Regions from separate parts of the Mus musculus genome. Here all the other regions are linked to region 4. A link is a contact called in public Hi-C, HiCAR-type, HiChIP or PLAC-seq and promoter capture Hi-C data. All regions are on one chromosome and are shown on one strand. Each heading gives the region's core, a stretch centred on a gene start, on an enhancer-like site or on the middle of the called end of the contact. The rest is flanking DNA. Distances are from core to core; before and after follow the strand shown. Region 1 holds the start of Atrip-trex1 (Atrip-Trex1 readthrough). Region 2 holds the start of Plxnb1 (plexin B1). Region 3 holds the start of Klhl18 (kelch-like 18). Region 4 holds the start of Map4 (microtubule-associated protein 4). Region 5 holds the start of Shisa5 (shisa family member 5).

Region 1 (2,700 bases), core at 1-2,500, 860 kb before region 4:
GAGATCGAGAACCTGTCTGGAAAAAATAATCCCATGTATACTGCGGGGCTCAGTATGTATCCACCTTTGTCATAAAATGCAGAAGGAGTCACTCTTGAAAGCCAAGTTGAGAAAGACCCAGGTAACAGCTCCGAGCATGGTATAAACACATAAAGAATCCTTATGGCATAGCATATCTGAATTCTCTCGCTTTATACCTCACCCACTTTCTAGACTCTCAGCTCATAGCTGAACAGAGATTGCACTGGCTGTGACTCTACCATAACTACTATTTACTACAACATGTTAGGCATAGGATCTGCTGGTTTTAAAGACTGATGGTGAACCAAATGGATACATTCCAGGGGGAGGTGGGGCTCCAGGGATGGAGTAAGGTAGAGTACCGGGTGATGTAGGGCCAAGGAAGGGGGAGGCAGCATTGCTTTGTGCCATTTCGTGGAAAGTTGCGTCTAACCACTGCCGCATATGACAGCTGGTCAGCAATGAGTGTTTTCCAATGCCTGGTTTTCCATGCAATATTGCTGGAGAGATGGAGGGCCAGCCACATTTCCAGGGATAATCCTATTTTTCAGATGCTGTAAGTGCTAAGTACATTCGCAAGGTGCCCATCAAACCCTCCTGACACTTAACTTATTCCCCAAGAGTGTAAGCTCTAAGAAGAAAAGCAGCTTTGGCATTTCTTGCCCATTGCCTGTTTGCCATGCCTAACCTTTGGGCAACTGGCATTTTTGTGTAAGACTCTCTTTCATCTCTTGCCTCTGTCAGACGCCTTCTAATGCTCTTCTGCCCAAGGGTTACAATGGGGTGCATACCATCTAAATGGGAGGCCATTTAACATTCTGGATGTCTCACCGCCAAATCAGAGGTCTGCACCACCCGCCGGGGGAAAAGGCCCCTCAGGCACTCACTGGACAGGTTCCGAGGCGCGACGGGACACTGGCTCAGGGCCTGTGACGCGAGGATGTCGAGTTCCTCTAGGTCGTCCGCAGTAAATTCCGCGTGCTCACCGAATGGGTCTTCGGGGTCCGGGACTGTGGTCTCAGAGAAGCTCCGGGCCCGCTTGCTCGGAGGGTTCTCAATGGATCGAGACAGACCGGGGAAAGGCTCCAGGCCGCCACTCTGTTTCCTGTGGCTGTTCGGTGCGGGGGTCCCGGCCATGACTACCTTCAACCCGCAGCATCCGAAGACGCCAAGCACAGCCTTGTCCACAGAAAGCCTGAGCTGGCCCAACCGCCCGCGCGCCGCCGTTCCCCTCGCCTTCCAGCGTCTCCCCAGCCTGCGGGCCAATCAGCTGCCAGCTACCGGGCACAGATGGGTGACGTGTACAGAGCGCGCCGTTACCCGGGACAGGCTCCTGCGTGTCTGGGCTCAGTACGAAGGGGTCCCCGGTGATGCCAGGGTACTACAGTGCTGTCAGGATTATCCCGGTTGCGAGATCGAGGAGCGTCTGCCCGACCACACCTGAGGCGGTTCCCCGTGGCACTGTGTAGAATACAGAGCCCTAGAGAAGCAGGCAGCGTTCAGGGGTCAGCTCTCCCTGACCTCACTCCTCGCGGCTGACCCACCTCTCTCATGTCCAGAGACTCTTTTAGGGAGGAGGCTGGGAAGAGCAGACTTGGGGAGGAGAAGGAATGCTTTTCTTCCTGGAAGCAGAGATCTTCCAGGATAACAAATGTTTCAAGTATGTATATTTGAGAAAAAAAAAAAAAAAAAAAGGCTGGGAAGGATGGTCTCGAGAACGGCGTGCCTATTCGGAACTGCTCCAACTGTTAACTTCCATTTATTTCTTGGAGAGTCTTTATGTCCTGAGCGCTGGTTGCGTAGAGACAATGAAGCTCAAGAGGTCAAGGAAGGCTCGCTGGGAGTGGTCCTTGAATTACCCAACAGATTGAGGGGGAAATAGCAAGAAAAATGGGTTAGGAGGCAGACGCATGATGTTTCTGAGAAAAATTCATCTTCGACAAGGATGCCAGGTGGATGCCTCCTCTTTGCGACAGACTTCATGGAGGAGCAATGATTTGAGTTGGGCTTGGGTGTATGACTGGCTTTTATGAGCTGAAGTGGTGGGCAGAACAGATACCAGAAATGGCGGATTAGCATTGGAAGGCAACAAGATCAAGACTTTTCTACTCCGTTTGCTCAATGCCAGACTTAGTTTGTGAACCTACCAATGTTTGCTGAGGCGTTGGGCGGAAAGGAGAGCGCTCAGGCTTAGAATGCCTTAGGCCTGCCAACCCACCCCCACCCCACCCCTGCCTCATTATTTTTTATGTGTGTTTTACCTTCATGTATGTATGTGCATCACATGCATGTATGCCTGGTGCCTACAGTGGTCAGAAGGCATTGCATCACTTAGAACTGCCTTAGTTTCTTGATTCAGCTGCTGGTAGTTTTCCCATAGCTGCCCAACATAATGTTGAATGTTCAAGTCTCCCAGCAGCCCCCCACCCCCTTTGGTTATATGTCAAGACATATAACCAAAGCTGGCCCAGAACTCCAGAATGTCCTTCCTCCCGCTGAGTGCTGGGATTATAGACATGAGTTTTTGTTTGTTTGTTTTGTTTTTGTTTTTTGTTTTTGAGATGGCCTCAAACTTCTAATCCTGTCTCAGTCTCTAAAGTGCTAGAATTGTGAGTGTGGGCTACCAGGCGTGGCTGATTGCCCAGGTTGTAATAGCTACGATCTTTGGTTCTGGAAACA
Region 2 (2,717 bases), core at 18-2,517, 840 kb before region 4:
ACCCCCACCCCACCCCACGGGAGTCTGAGGGTGTGATGGTAGAGCAGCCTGGCATCAGCCCTTAGTGAAGTGGCAGATACGGAAGACGGCTTCCCCCGATTTAGAGCCCTCTAACCTTAGAGGCTTCCAGGTGACGTATATGCAGTTTTTCCCTTTCTGGACACTATGCCAATGGCCTTGAGCCAAAGTCCTTCAAAAGCCCTCAGGATGGGTCAGGTCCTGGCTCCACAGATTGCCATTGGCAAGCCCGGGTGTGAACCGCCCTGCATAAAGCCCTCAGGAGAGAACCTCTGCCCAGGGTTTCCTTCCCAGAAAGACCCAGGTGTTTTCCAAGGAGGGAGTCCAGACTTGCTCAAGGCTTCTGAGTTCTGCATGGCTCCAGGTACAGGCCGTGGAGGAGGGAAGGAAATAAGACCCTACTTCTGCACCTCACAGCCAGTATGCCCTGCTTACACAGTTCAGCTTTGGTGGTATTACCCCCTATTAGTCAGGGAGCAAAAAGGTCGGGGTGTGTGTGTGTGGGGGGGGAAGGGGTGTCAGGTTACATGGCTTAGTGATGGCGCAAACTCAGGTCCAAAGCCCGGGCTCTCTTCAAACAGCCAGGGGTGGGGGCCGGAAGGAGAGGTTGGGTGTTGTGGAGTATTGAAAGAAGGAAAGGTGGGCAGGGCCAGGTGAGAAGAGGAGAAGCTGGCGTCTAGGAGACCAGGTGAAGAAAGTTGGGGGGAGAGGATGGCTCCAAGGGCCGGGATCTAGAAGGGAATGAGGGCGCTCCGGGCGCTGGGCGAGGTGCGTTGGGGATAGTCAAGATGGTGGTTATGGAACAGGCAGAGCAGGTGTGGGGCACAAGTCCCTCGAACTCTGGCAGGACGGGGAAAGGCTCCAGTGCTGTATCTCAACGCCCAGGTAATAAGGCTCGCAACCATGGCCGTAGCCTCTTGGTCCTAAGCGGCGCGCAGGTGAGGCCCGGCTGGGCGGGGCGGACCGCCCACGCTCCCGGCTCCGCTCCTCACCCTACACGTCTGCGTTGCCATGACTACCGCCCGGGCGCTGCAGCCCCCATTTAATGAGAGGGGTTGATCACCCCCCCAGGCCCTTCACAAACTCGGATCCCGCGGGACCGGAATGCGGGGTCCCGGATGGCTGGGGCCGCGTACCCCGTTCTCCCGGCAGCTTCCGGCCTGGTCCGGGCGGCGCGCGGGGGGAGGGCGGCCCGACGGGCGGGGGGTGGGGGGGTGGAAGGAGCGGAGCCCGGGCCGGCCGACGCGGCTTTGTCTCCTTTGTTCCCAGCGGAGGCAGCGCCGCGGCGGGAGGGGCGGGCGGCGGGCGCAGTTTTTTCCGCCCCTCGGTCTCCGGGTAACAGCTGCGGCTCCGCCAGACCCACCTCCGAGGGGAGGGAAGGCCGCCGCGCGCAGATCTGAGCTAGCCCGGAGCTGCGGGCGGACGCCTCGCCGCGCGCATCCCGCAGGAGGGTCGGGCGGTGAGTTGCGAGACTTGGGCAGGGAAGGCGGGGTTGCAGGCGAGAGCCGCGCGCACCCAGGTGGAACGGCCCGAGGCCTCGATCCCGCTGGGCACAGGCAGCCGGAGTGGTGTCTCCGGTGGGTGGCTTCGGTCCTCAGAGTTGGGACCACACTCGCGCGCGCGAAGGCAAACTCTGGCGGCACCGCCTGTAACGCGATTGGGAGACAGAGGAGGTGGAGCTGCTCCTCCGCGCCCCCTCCTCGCTGCCGCCACCGCCGCTTTCGGGACCGGCCGGCCCCTTCCCCGCCCTCCCTGGGCCACTGGTGGGGTCTTTGTCCCGTGGAGCGGCGGAGGGAGGAGGGTTGAGGATGAGTCGAAGCAAGGAAGTGGAGGCTTCCCCATAGGATAACAGATCTTTCAGGCAGAGACTGACAAAGGAGGACCACGAGCCTTTTAACACTTGGACTCTGTCTCGGTACCCACACACCCAGCCGGTGCTTGACGAGCGCCTTAATTTATGGCGGGTGTCTGGTAAATGATGGCTCCCTTCCACCCTACTCAACATCCAGACGGCAGGTGTGTAGTGCACACCACTTCACTGTCAAAAAGTAACTCTCCCTTTTAAGTGGATACTGGGATAGGGGCGGGAGTGTGGGTGGCCGAGCTCAGAAAGGGAAGGCCAGTTTCCCCCAACTCCCAGACAAGTGCAGATGTGGAAGGGGCTGAATTTGTGAGTCTTCTTGGTTGTGAGAGCAGCTGCAGGAGAGGGTTAGGTGTTGCTTGTCCTTTGCAGAAGTCAGGCAACCAGTCTTGGGCCCTGCCGTAGGGTTTCGGGGAGTGTGGGTTCTAAAGAGGCCTATGGGGCAGGCCTGGGCACAGGCAGAGTTAGTTAGACTTTGGCGATGAGCCTGGACAGCCTGAGATGTGGGGAGTTAGGGAGGAGATACTGGCAGTGCAAGTTAGGGACGTGAGGCTTGGCTCCAAATAAGCCCTAGTCCGATCATTAATAAAACTGGGCCGATTCCTCGGCTTTTGAGATGCTAAGAGGCTTGAAAGCGGAGTGTGAGCTCCATATTACCCCTCTAGTCTGGATCTCCTTGGCAGTGAAATGGGGGCTCTGTCACCATGTAGGGAACACCTGCTCTGCGTTGGGTCTGCTGGTTACTGGAGCCTTCTTATAAAAAGCAGGTACTCTCTGCCTTTAAAGAGCTCTTGTCTAGGGTGGGAGGACGGAACAGAAGAAAATGGTCTCGGGGCCC
Region 3 (2,700 bases), core at 135-2,634, 540 kb after region 4:
AGTAATGTGCCCATGGTTACAGCTAGTGTGTTCTTTCTCCAAAGCCACCCTCAGTTTGTTTTGCTTTTTAAAGTGCCAAACCATTAACCATTCAACTTTTTTTTTTTTTTTTTTTTTTTTTGAGACAGGGTTTCTCATAGACCTGGCTGTCCTAGAACTCACTCTGTAGACCAGGCTGGTCATGAGGTCTGCTTGCCTCTGCCTCCCAAGTGCTGGGATTAAAAGAGTGCTCCACCACTGCCCAGGAGCCACCCTATTCATTCCTACCAGTCTGACTCGAATACATGGAGAAGCAATGCTTCCTTAACTCAGTAGAAGATAAAGTCTAAGAGGTGTCTGTGTCTTTCTGTTGTTTTGAAACAGGAAGAGGGAGTGTCACACCGAGACAGTAAGAGCCTTCCAGGCAAGGTCCAACAGGAAAAACCACAGGCAGGCAGTATCCCCACCTGGAGGGATCTACCTGGCTCAGCAGGGCACCAAGGTGCAGCCCTGCACGACTCAAAGCACAGGGGGCACTGGCCCTTGACACCAGACCAGAATGCTGGATGGGAACAGGTGGCAAAAATATCCCTCTCCCCAAACAGTCCTTTAGCCTGGCCTCCAGGACCTTTTAAGGTGGTGACAGTAGATTGTTTTCCAGCATGGAAGAGAGTAGCCCACATCAAAAGATTTCCAGATCCGATTCTAAAAGCGCCAAGGGCAAGCAATGACTCCTGAAGAGAAGGCTTAGCATTTACAACAGCACAGCCAACTTCAAGGAGCCCAAAGAAATGACTTTAGGACAAGATAGGATGTCTTAGTGGTACCCATCGGAATGTGGAGTCAGCCACCGCCCCTTCCTCCATGGTCTGCCTGTAAGAACATTTTCTCTTTTCTGTATGACAGAAAAGGAGGCGGATACCCCAATGTCTCCTGCTCTTAGGGCGTCAGAGGCACACCTCTCAATCTTTCCTTCCAATGGCTGAACGGCTGTCCCCTTTACTCTCCCAACTTGGCCTCATTTCCCCCTCTGCGCTTGGCACCGCTCTCTACTACTCTGTTCCCCTCTAACCTTTCTCCACCCACAGTCGGCTGGACCACTCTTCCCCTGTCCACCACCCTTTTCTTCCCGCTCAGTCCCTTTCCCCTCAGCCAGCCACCGCCCAGACCATGGTACCTTTAGCGTCACGTCGCATAGCTTGCCCTGCCGCCGGATCTCCTCCATGACGCCGTAGCCGCGACTAGGCAACTCCGACACGGAGAAATGCACCAAGTCCTCCAGCTCCTCCGCGCCGTCCTCCACCATCTTCCCCGGCCGCCGCAACTGCGCAGGCCTGGCCAGCAGGCTTCACACTAACCAGGGCGGGGCAAGGGCTCACGCTGAAGGCTGCCCAGAACGCGAAGCCGGAATCTCACTGGCCTGCGCGGCCACCGTACCCACAAAGTCCTCGACACCGGAAGTCTCGCTGCCCCGCTTCCTGGTTTATACATAGCCTTTTTCCCCCCGTAACTCAAACTCAGGCTTCGCATATACAGCTACTCTAAGCCTTCCAGGTTAATTGACTCCATCTCTGTCTTCTTTGTTCAGCTCTGACTTTCCCTGTATCTTTAACGGAGAAATGTGGGCTTAAATTCCGCCACCACCCTACACTACTTCCGTAATCCCTGCAGGCTTCCTGTTGCCATGGCGACTGTGTACACAGCCAGTCGGCTAGCTGTCCTGGTTGCGAACAGAGCTCCCTCAAGTTGCTGCAGTTCTAGCGGTCGCTCTACCCGAGCGCCACTGCCCCGCGAGGTGAGCAGTGGTCACGAGCCGGTGGCGTTAGGTAAAAGGGAAACCTGGTGGGGATATCCTCCCAGCTGCTGTCAGTGGCTGGGTTCCTAACTCCTTTGGTTCTTTTATTTGTGAAAAAAAAAAAAAAATCGGAGACACCCCTGGAGATGCTCCTTTCAACCTGGTCGCAGCTTAGGGGAGCTAGGAGTTTCTGATGTTCCTTAGTCCCACGAGTCTCCACTGAGGTCCCACGACTTGCCTTAGACGGAGAGGGCGTGAGTTTGAGTGTCAGAGATCATTAAGACACGGTGTCATCACTTAGAGCCTTCTAACTACCGAAGAGGAAAACCCTCTAGAGGGGCACAGGAATGGGACCAAGGCAATCTGTCACACACATTTTAGAAAAGCATTCCACACACTGGGTGAGAAATAGGAGAGTGGCCAGTTTTGCCTGGGTGCAAACTTTGGGTTCATCTCATGCTGAGATGCAGTAGGACCCAGTGTTGTGGGTTTAAAGGGTGTTTGTTTCTTAGTCTTTATCCCTGATCGAGGTAAGAGCATGGTAGGTATGAACGCCTAGTGCCTATGAGTAATCCCATTGACTTCTTGTCAAGCCTTCGTGGGTGTTAATGTATATCCTGCTCATTCCCAAGCCCAAAACAAATGGAGAAACACTGACTCTCTCAGCACAGAGGTCTCCTGGTGGCTCGTCAGAGTCACTTTATTATGTGAAGTATGTAAGGACTGTGTTCAGATTTCTGGGAGTATTCCATCCTGAGGGGGAAAAAACACTACCTAATGGGAGGGTATCTTGAGACTGAGCATGGCTTCTTGTACTGGGAAATGAAGTATCCTCCCCAGAACGCTGCAAGTTCAGGGATTAGAGTAGTGTGGGAGGGGAGTGACATATCACATACCTTGGCACTCTCTCAGTAGTGGCTGAAGAT
Region 4 (2,700 bases), core at 115-2,614:
AAACGAGGAAACTGAGGCTTACCTTTCCTAAGGCTACAAAAGCACAGCTGTACTTCCTAACCAAGTTCTCCTGGTAACCCCTATATGCCTGAGTTTACAATCCTAGCACCTGGCTACTGAAGTTAAAGCCCCACTAGCCAAACATTGTCTTGTTGACACTGTGGTGTTACTAAACTTGCCTGTTAACATAATGAGAATGAGGAGTGCTGGAGAGAAAATTAAACTATTAAAGATAAGGCTCATAACTAAAACTACAAAGGGCACTGAGGATATATTAACCATGTAGGGCTCTTGTGATGATTAAGATATGTGGATCATGGAATAAGCATAAAGGAGTTGGGTATCACTATTTCTTCTGGACCAGTACTATGCACAGGCAATATAATGTGACCGTAGTGACACTCTAGAGGAGGGGGGCGGGGAGAGGAGAGTAGGAGGAGGTAATTTTAGCTGTGTATGGCGGCTCAAATTTGTAATCTCAACACTCAGGAGGCTGAGGCTGAGGGATTGCCATCACTCTGAGGGAGGTGGGTGATGCAAAGTGAATTTCAGGCCAGCCTGCGCTATGGTGGGAGGCACTGTGCAAAAAACCCAAAACAGAACAAAGGTGATCTTTAAGTTTTCAAGTAACTACGTTGAAAAAAGAAAAAAACTAAAAGAAACATGAAATTATTTAAGTTACTAAATACACTCCCAATTATATAATCAGTTTTTTCTTGTTTGTTTGTTTGTTTTTCGAGACAGGGTTTCTCTGTAGAGCCCTGGCTGTCCTGGACCTTACTTTGTAGACCAGGCTGGCCTCGAACTCAGAAATCCGCCTGCCTCTGCCTCCCGAGTGCTGGGATTAAAGGCGTGCGCCACCACGCCCGGCCCCATATAATCAGTTTTGCATTCAACAATGTTCCTTCTCAACTTGGTCCAGCCACGTTTCAGGCAGCTACTATGAGCTGCGCCCTCAGCTCCCAGTCAGTTCCTCGCGGTTAGCAGTGAACCCAAGGCCCCGCCCCCGCCCCTCCCAGATTACATCATAGAGCCCACCAGTCAGGGCCGGCGGGGCCCACTCAGGCCCACCCGTACGCAGGCGCGTGCGCCTGACACTAGCATCCTTTCTGCTGGAAAAGGAAGCGGCGGCCCTCTCAGAACGGCGGAGGCGGCCTGAGCCTCGCCATTCGCTGAGGCATCCGCGGGCGGGAGGCCGCAGTCTAGACCCCCGACGCGCGCCGCGCCAACGGTCCGCCACTCGTGCTGCTTCCACGGAGAGGGCGAGGAGTAGGGGCCGGCGTGGATTGGTTCGCGGCGCCTCGGCCCGCCCTTCGGTGGCGCCCATTGGCTGGGGCGGCACCCGCTGACGGCGAGCACGCTCCGCCTTCGTGCCGGCCTTCAAGAGGGCGACGAGGAAGCGGCCACCTCCCTGTGCCCCGCCCCTCCGGCTAGGTCTGTGGCTTCTGCGGCTCCTCCCGGCTGCTCCCGGCTCCTCTCTGCCCTCTCCCGGCTTCCTGCGGCTCCGGCTTGGGCTCGGCGGCGGCGGCGGGTAGGTGCGGCTGTGATTGAGATCGGAGGGTCGGCCTCCTCACTAACCTCCACGACTCCCGCCCAGGTTCTCGCGGTGGCCGCCGGGGACCCCGCAGGTCCCTCCCGAGGCGGGGAAGGGCGGTGGCTGTCCGCCTACGGGACGCCGGGGTGGTTGAGAGAGGGGGCCTGGTGGGGGGCCTGCGGGCGTGACCTTCGGAGTTTCTGAGACGCCTTCTGAGGGGACCGTAGGGGGCGAGGCGGGCGGAGAGATTTTGTATCAGGGCTTCGGAGGTTGTGGAGCCGAGGGGCTTGCCTCAGGCTGGGCATGTGCTGAGCCGGGACACTGAGGGTCGACTGCAGCCTGGGCCCTTGGGTGGGGTTCGGGATGCAGAAGGACGCCGGGGTCGTTTCTCCAGGCTTCAGGAGGGGCGTCCGTGTATGTGGGGACTGAGGCGAGCTCTGCGTGTCCCTTCTGGGGGTTATGGGTGGGGCCGAGGGGTGGTCTGGAGAATCCAACTCGAGCCCTTGTGTGCGTGGGTCCCGCACACTTTGGGGACTGACGCGCATCTAGTGTCTGGCTTCGGGAATGCAAAAGGGGTCACGTTAAGGGTGCGGAGTCCGGAAACAGGGACCAGGGCTAGCAGCGGCTGTCGGAAACGTTACTCGGAGCAGAGATTGTGGTTTATTTTAGCACCCGGGACGAGCTCTTTTGGACTGTTACTGTCGGAACTCAACTTTACTTGAGATTGCCTCCTGGGCGTTTTGGGGAGGGTTTGCTTATCTCTTGGATTGTGTAGATTAAATGCATTTGGTCTTTAGGGGAAGAGGCTGATTTCCCCACAGGTTTGTGTTTTAGGAATCCAGAACTCGCCCCCTCCTGGAGCGGAGTTGTAGCCTGTACTTCTCAGGCAAGATTAGTGTTACCCAGCCTTTTGCTGGAATCCCCCTTTCTCCTTGCCCTCCGCTGGTCCAGTTACAGAATTTCTCCCCAGGGCCTCTGCAGTGTTTCTTGCTCCCTGCGAGTGTCTCCCGCCCGTTTTCCTACTGCTGCGCTTTTGGCAACTGCCTCTGCTCTTTCCCAGGGATGGTTGTGGCATTGCATCAGGGGATATTTGTGCTTGTAATTTGCTCACTCAGCCCAGGAGGAGGGAGAATAGTATGGTGTAGAGTTGGGGGGTGGGGGTGGGA
Region 5 (2,700 bases), core at 178-2,677, 890 kb before region 4:
AATGGGTAGATACTTCATTCCTCCTTAGACTAGGGAACAAAATACCCATGAAAGGAGTTACAGAGACAAAGTTTGGAGCTAAGATGAAAGGATGGACTATTCAGAGACTACCCCACCTGGGGATCCATCCCATAATCAGCCACCAAACCCAGACACTATTGCATATGCCAGAAAGATTTTGCTGAAGGGACCCTGTTATAGCTGTCTCGTATGAGGCTATGCCAGTGCCTGGCAAATACAGAAGTGGATGCTCACAGTCATCTATAAGATGGAACACAGGGCCCCCAATGGAGAAGCTAGAGAAAACACCCAAGGAGCTGAAGGGGTCTGCAACCCTATAGGTGGAACAACAATATGAACTAACCAGTACCCCCAGAGCTCGTATCTTTAGCTGCATATGTAGCAGAAGATGGCCTAGTCGGCCATCACTGGGAAGAGAGTCCCCTTGGTATTGCAAACTTTATATACCCCAGTATAGGGGAATGCCAGGGCCAAGAAGCAGGAGTTGGTGGGTAGGGGAGCAGGGCGGGGGGAGGGTATAGGGAACTTTTGGGATAGCATTTGAAATGCATATAAAGAAAATATCTAATAAAAAATTAAAAAAAAAGATTTTGCTGATATGACCCTGATATAGCTGTCTCTTGTGAGGCTATGCCAGTGCCTGGCCAATACAGAAGTGGATGCTCACAGTCTATTGGATAGAACACAGGACCCCCAATAAAGGAGCTAGAGAAAGTACCCAAAGGAGCTAAAGGGGTCTGCAACCCTATAGGAGGAACAATATAAACTAACCAGTACTCCTGGGCAGTGCAAGTTCACATTCCTCCGTTCCCTGGCCTTGTTAGGAACTTTGTCCCACATTGAGGGGAAGGGGCAGCCTGTGTGTACCCTAGGAGCTGTTAGTTCTTAACTCAGGATTGGATCCCTGAGCCAGGGTGAGCAGTTACCTGGAGGTGGTCTTGGTCACTGGGGAGTGACATTCCTCAGACTGAGGTCCTGGAAATCTGCTAAAAGGGACTTGACTTTGTTGAGCACCATTCCCTGCTTCAAGCAGCGGGATCCTCCTCCGGTGAATCTGTGTGAGGCTCCAAGGAGCCAGCAAGAAAATCGCAGCTTCCCTGAGGGCAAATTGGAGGCGCGCACCAGCTGTACACTGCTGGCGCTCAAGTGTTAGGATAACGTTGCCACAGAGATCCTTTTCTAGCACCTAAGTCAGCTGCAAGGGGGGGGGGTCTTTCCGCAAAAGTATGCAGTGAGCAGAGGGCAACTTGGATGCACCAGCCCCTTCCTCCTGCATCTGGGAAACCTGTCTCAAATTTTCGTGGACCGGTGCTGGAGGGACTCCCATGGCCAGGCTGGGAGGGGCGGCCGCTTCCCTTCTCTTCCCTCCCACTTCTTCCCCCTCCCTCCCACCTCCTCCCCTCTCGGGCGGGGGTTCCGGAAACCGGCCGGGGCGGGGCAAGGAGGCTAGGGCCGCGCTGGTCGCGGAGGTTGCGGCGGCACCGTGGTCTTGGGCTTGGTCCGTCTGTTCGTCCGTCCGTTGGTCTGTCCCGCCATGGCTGCGCCGGCGCCCTCTCTGTGGACCCTATTGCTGCTGCTGTTGCTGCTGCCGCCGCCTCCGGGTGGTGAGCCTGGGAGGAGGGGGCGGTGTGTGCTCCCTAGGGACCGGGTCGGGTCAGACACTTCCCCTAGCTGTCTCTGGAATGAGCCAGACAGGACCAGCCTTGGAGTGCTTCGACTTGACTCCCTGAAAACCAGGGGGGCGTCTGCGAACCCCACCACTGACTTCATCTTGTCACCTCTTCCCTCCTGAGCTGATACTGACTACCTTTGTTGTGTCCTTCACGGTGTGAAGGCCCTACCTGTTCCAGGGGCTGGAGCAAGACTCCCGCCTGGGGTTAGCTTCAGGCTCAAAGACAGCCTGGCCCTTCCAGCAAAGACTTTCCCTCTCAGCTTGTTTCCTGGCTGGGAGCCCCGCCGCCTGTTGCCTCTACAGCCCTGTGTTCCAGGAGAAGCTGGGCCCTAAGGCTGGCTTGGGGAGGAGACACCTCTTTCCCTTTTCATCATTAGAGGGATGACTCACTTGGGCTTGGGAGGGCAGGCTGGGGGCCTATTCGGGTGTGTATTGGAACAGTCCCCTGCCGGTCATGGGAAACTGATTCTGTTGTGATGGGTGGCTTCCTGGAGGAAAAGGGCTGTTTCCTGAGGGCTGACATGAATTTGGAAATGAGAACAGAGTCAGCCCATCCCCCGAGTGAGGCTCTGGGAGAGCGGGACAACTCAGACTATAGAGAGTTTCGTTCTGTGTCTGGAGGGTCTCAGCCTTGAAGACCCACTGGTGTGGACATCAGTAGATGCCACCTGTCTTTAATCTCAACACTCCAAAGGCAGAGGCAGGAGGATCTCTGTGAATTTGAGGCCAGTCTGGTCTAGGCTGTGAGTTTCCAGGTGAACTAGGGCTATATAGTGAGACCCTACCCTAAAAAGAAAGCAAGAAGTCTCACTGGTGTGGGCTGTTCAGCCTCCGAATCGCAGCCTGGCTCACTTTCATGTGGTGAGTTGGCTAAGCCTGCAGTGGTCAGATAGACCCATTTCATAGCAAGGTTTGGCCCAAAACAACAAAACTGTAGCCCTCTTTACCTCCAAGTTAACTTTTCACAGCCTGTCATAGCACCTCTTCCCCTGGGCCTCATTCTAGTA

The links. Promoter capture Hi-C pulls out the DNA fragments that hold promoters and counts their contacts. Hi-C and Micro-C count contacts between places; a contact is called where the count stands out from the background. HiCAR-type assays count read pairs that join an accessible place to other places. HiChIP or PLAC-seq counts read pairs in DNA pulled down with a chosen protein or histone mark.
Region 1: a contact with region 4 is called in a FOXA1 HiChIP or PLAC-seq map of pancreatic cancer cells. The contact joins the promoter of Atrip-trex1 here to the promoter of Map4 in region 4. A contact is called at or near these places in 3 of 39 promoter capture datasets (the C10 cell line, cranial neural crest and liver), 2 of 484 Hi-C or Micro-C datasets (B cells and embryonic stem cells), 10 of 115 datasets of contacts at active chromatin or transcription factors (SST interneurons, T-cell acute lymphoblastic leukemia, cardiomyocytes and 6 more) and 1 of 9 other capture datasets (macrophages).
Region 2: a contact with region 4 is called in a HiCAR-type map of astrocytes, with 5 times the contacts expected there. The contact joins the promoter of Plxnb1 here to the promoter of Map4 in region 4. A contact is called at or near these places in 1 of 39 promoter capture datasets (cranial neural crest), 2 of 484 Hi-C or Micro-C datasets (both in embryonic stem cells), 12 of 115 datasets of contacts at active chromatin or transcription factors (T-cell acute lymphoblastic leukemia, astrocytes, cardiomyocytes and 7 more) and 1 of 9 other capture datasets (macrophages).
Region 3: a contact with region 4 is called in a promoter capture Hi-C map of erythroid cells, with 5 times the contacts expected there. The contact joins the promoter of Klhl18 here to the promoter of Map4 in region 4. A contact is called at or near these places in 1 of 39 promoter capture datasets (erythroid cells) and 1 of 115 datasets of contacts at active chromatin or transcription factors (memory CD8 T cells).
Region 5: a contact with region 4 is called in a Hi-C map of B cells, with 6 read pairs. The contact joins the promoter of Shisa5 here to the promoter of Map4 in region 4. A contact is called at or near these places in 1 of 484 Hi-C or Micro-C datasets (B cells) and 1 of 115 datasets of contacts at active chromatin or transcription factors (large pre-B cells).

What each region holds. Positions count from the first base shown.
Region 1 is chr9:109,072,847-109,075,546 of GRCm38.p6, forward strand. Atrip-trex1 (Atrip-Trex1 readthrough) reads right to left here and starts at 1,251. Exons shown (of 14, transcript NR_153412.1): 1 at 813-1,251. It overlaps Atrip (ATR interacting protein), which reads right to left and starts at 1,278. Exons shown (of 13, transcript NM_172774.3): 1 at 909-1,278. The coding sequence starts at 1,158.
Region 2 is chr9:109,094,169-109,096,885 of GRCm38.p6, forward strand. Plxnb1 (plexin B1) reads left to right here and starts at 1,268. Exons shown (of 38, transcript NM_172775.2): 1 at 1,268-1,477. It overlaps Gm7628 (predicted gene 7628), which reads right to left. Exons shown (of 2, transcript NR_168955.1): 2 at 1-1,664.
Region 3 is chr9:110,475,310-110,478,009 of GRCm38.p6, forward strand. It overlaps Klhl18 (kelch-like 18), which reads right to left and starts at 1,385. Exons shown (of 10, transcript NM_177771.5): 1 at 1,157-1,385. The coding sequence starts at 1,285. It overlaps Kif9 (kinesin family member 9), which reads left to right and starts at 1,685. Exons shown (of 21, transcript NM_001163569.1): 1 at 1,685-1,805.
Region 4 is chr9:109,930,410-109,933,109 of GRCm38.p6, forward strand. It overlaps Map4 (microtubule-associated protein 4), which reads left to right and starts at 1,365. Exons shown (of 19, transcript NM_001205330.1): 1 at 1,365-1,531.
Region 5 is chr9:109,037,140-109,039,839 of GRCm38.p6, forward strand. It overlaps Shisa5 (shisa family member 5), which reads left to right and starts at 1,428. Exons shown (of 6, transcript NM_025858.3): 1 at 1,428-1,625. The coding sequence starts at 1,556.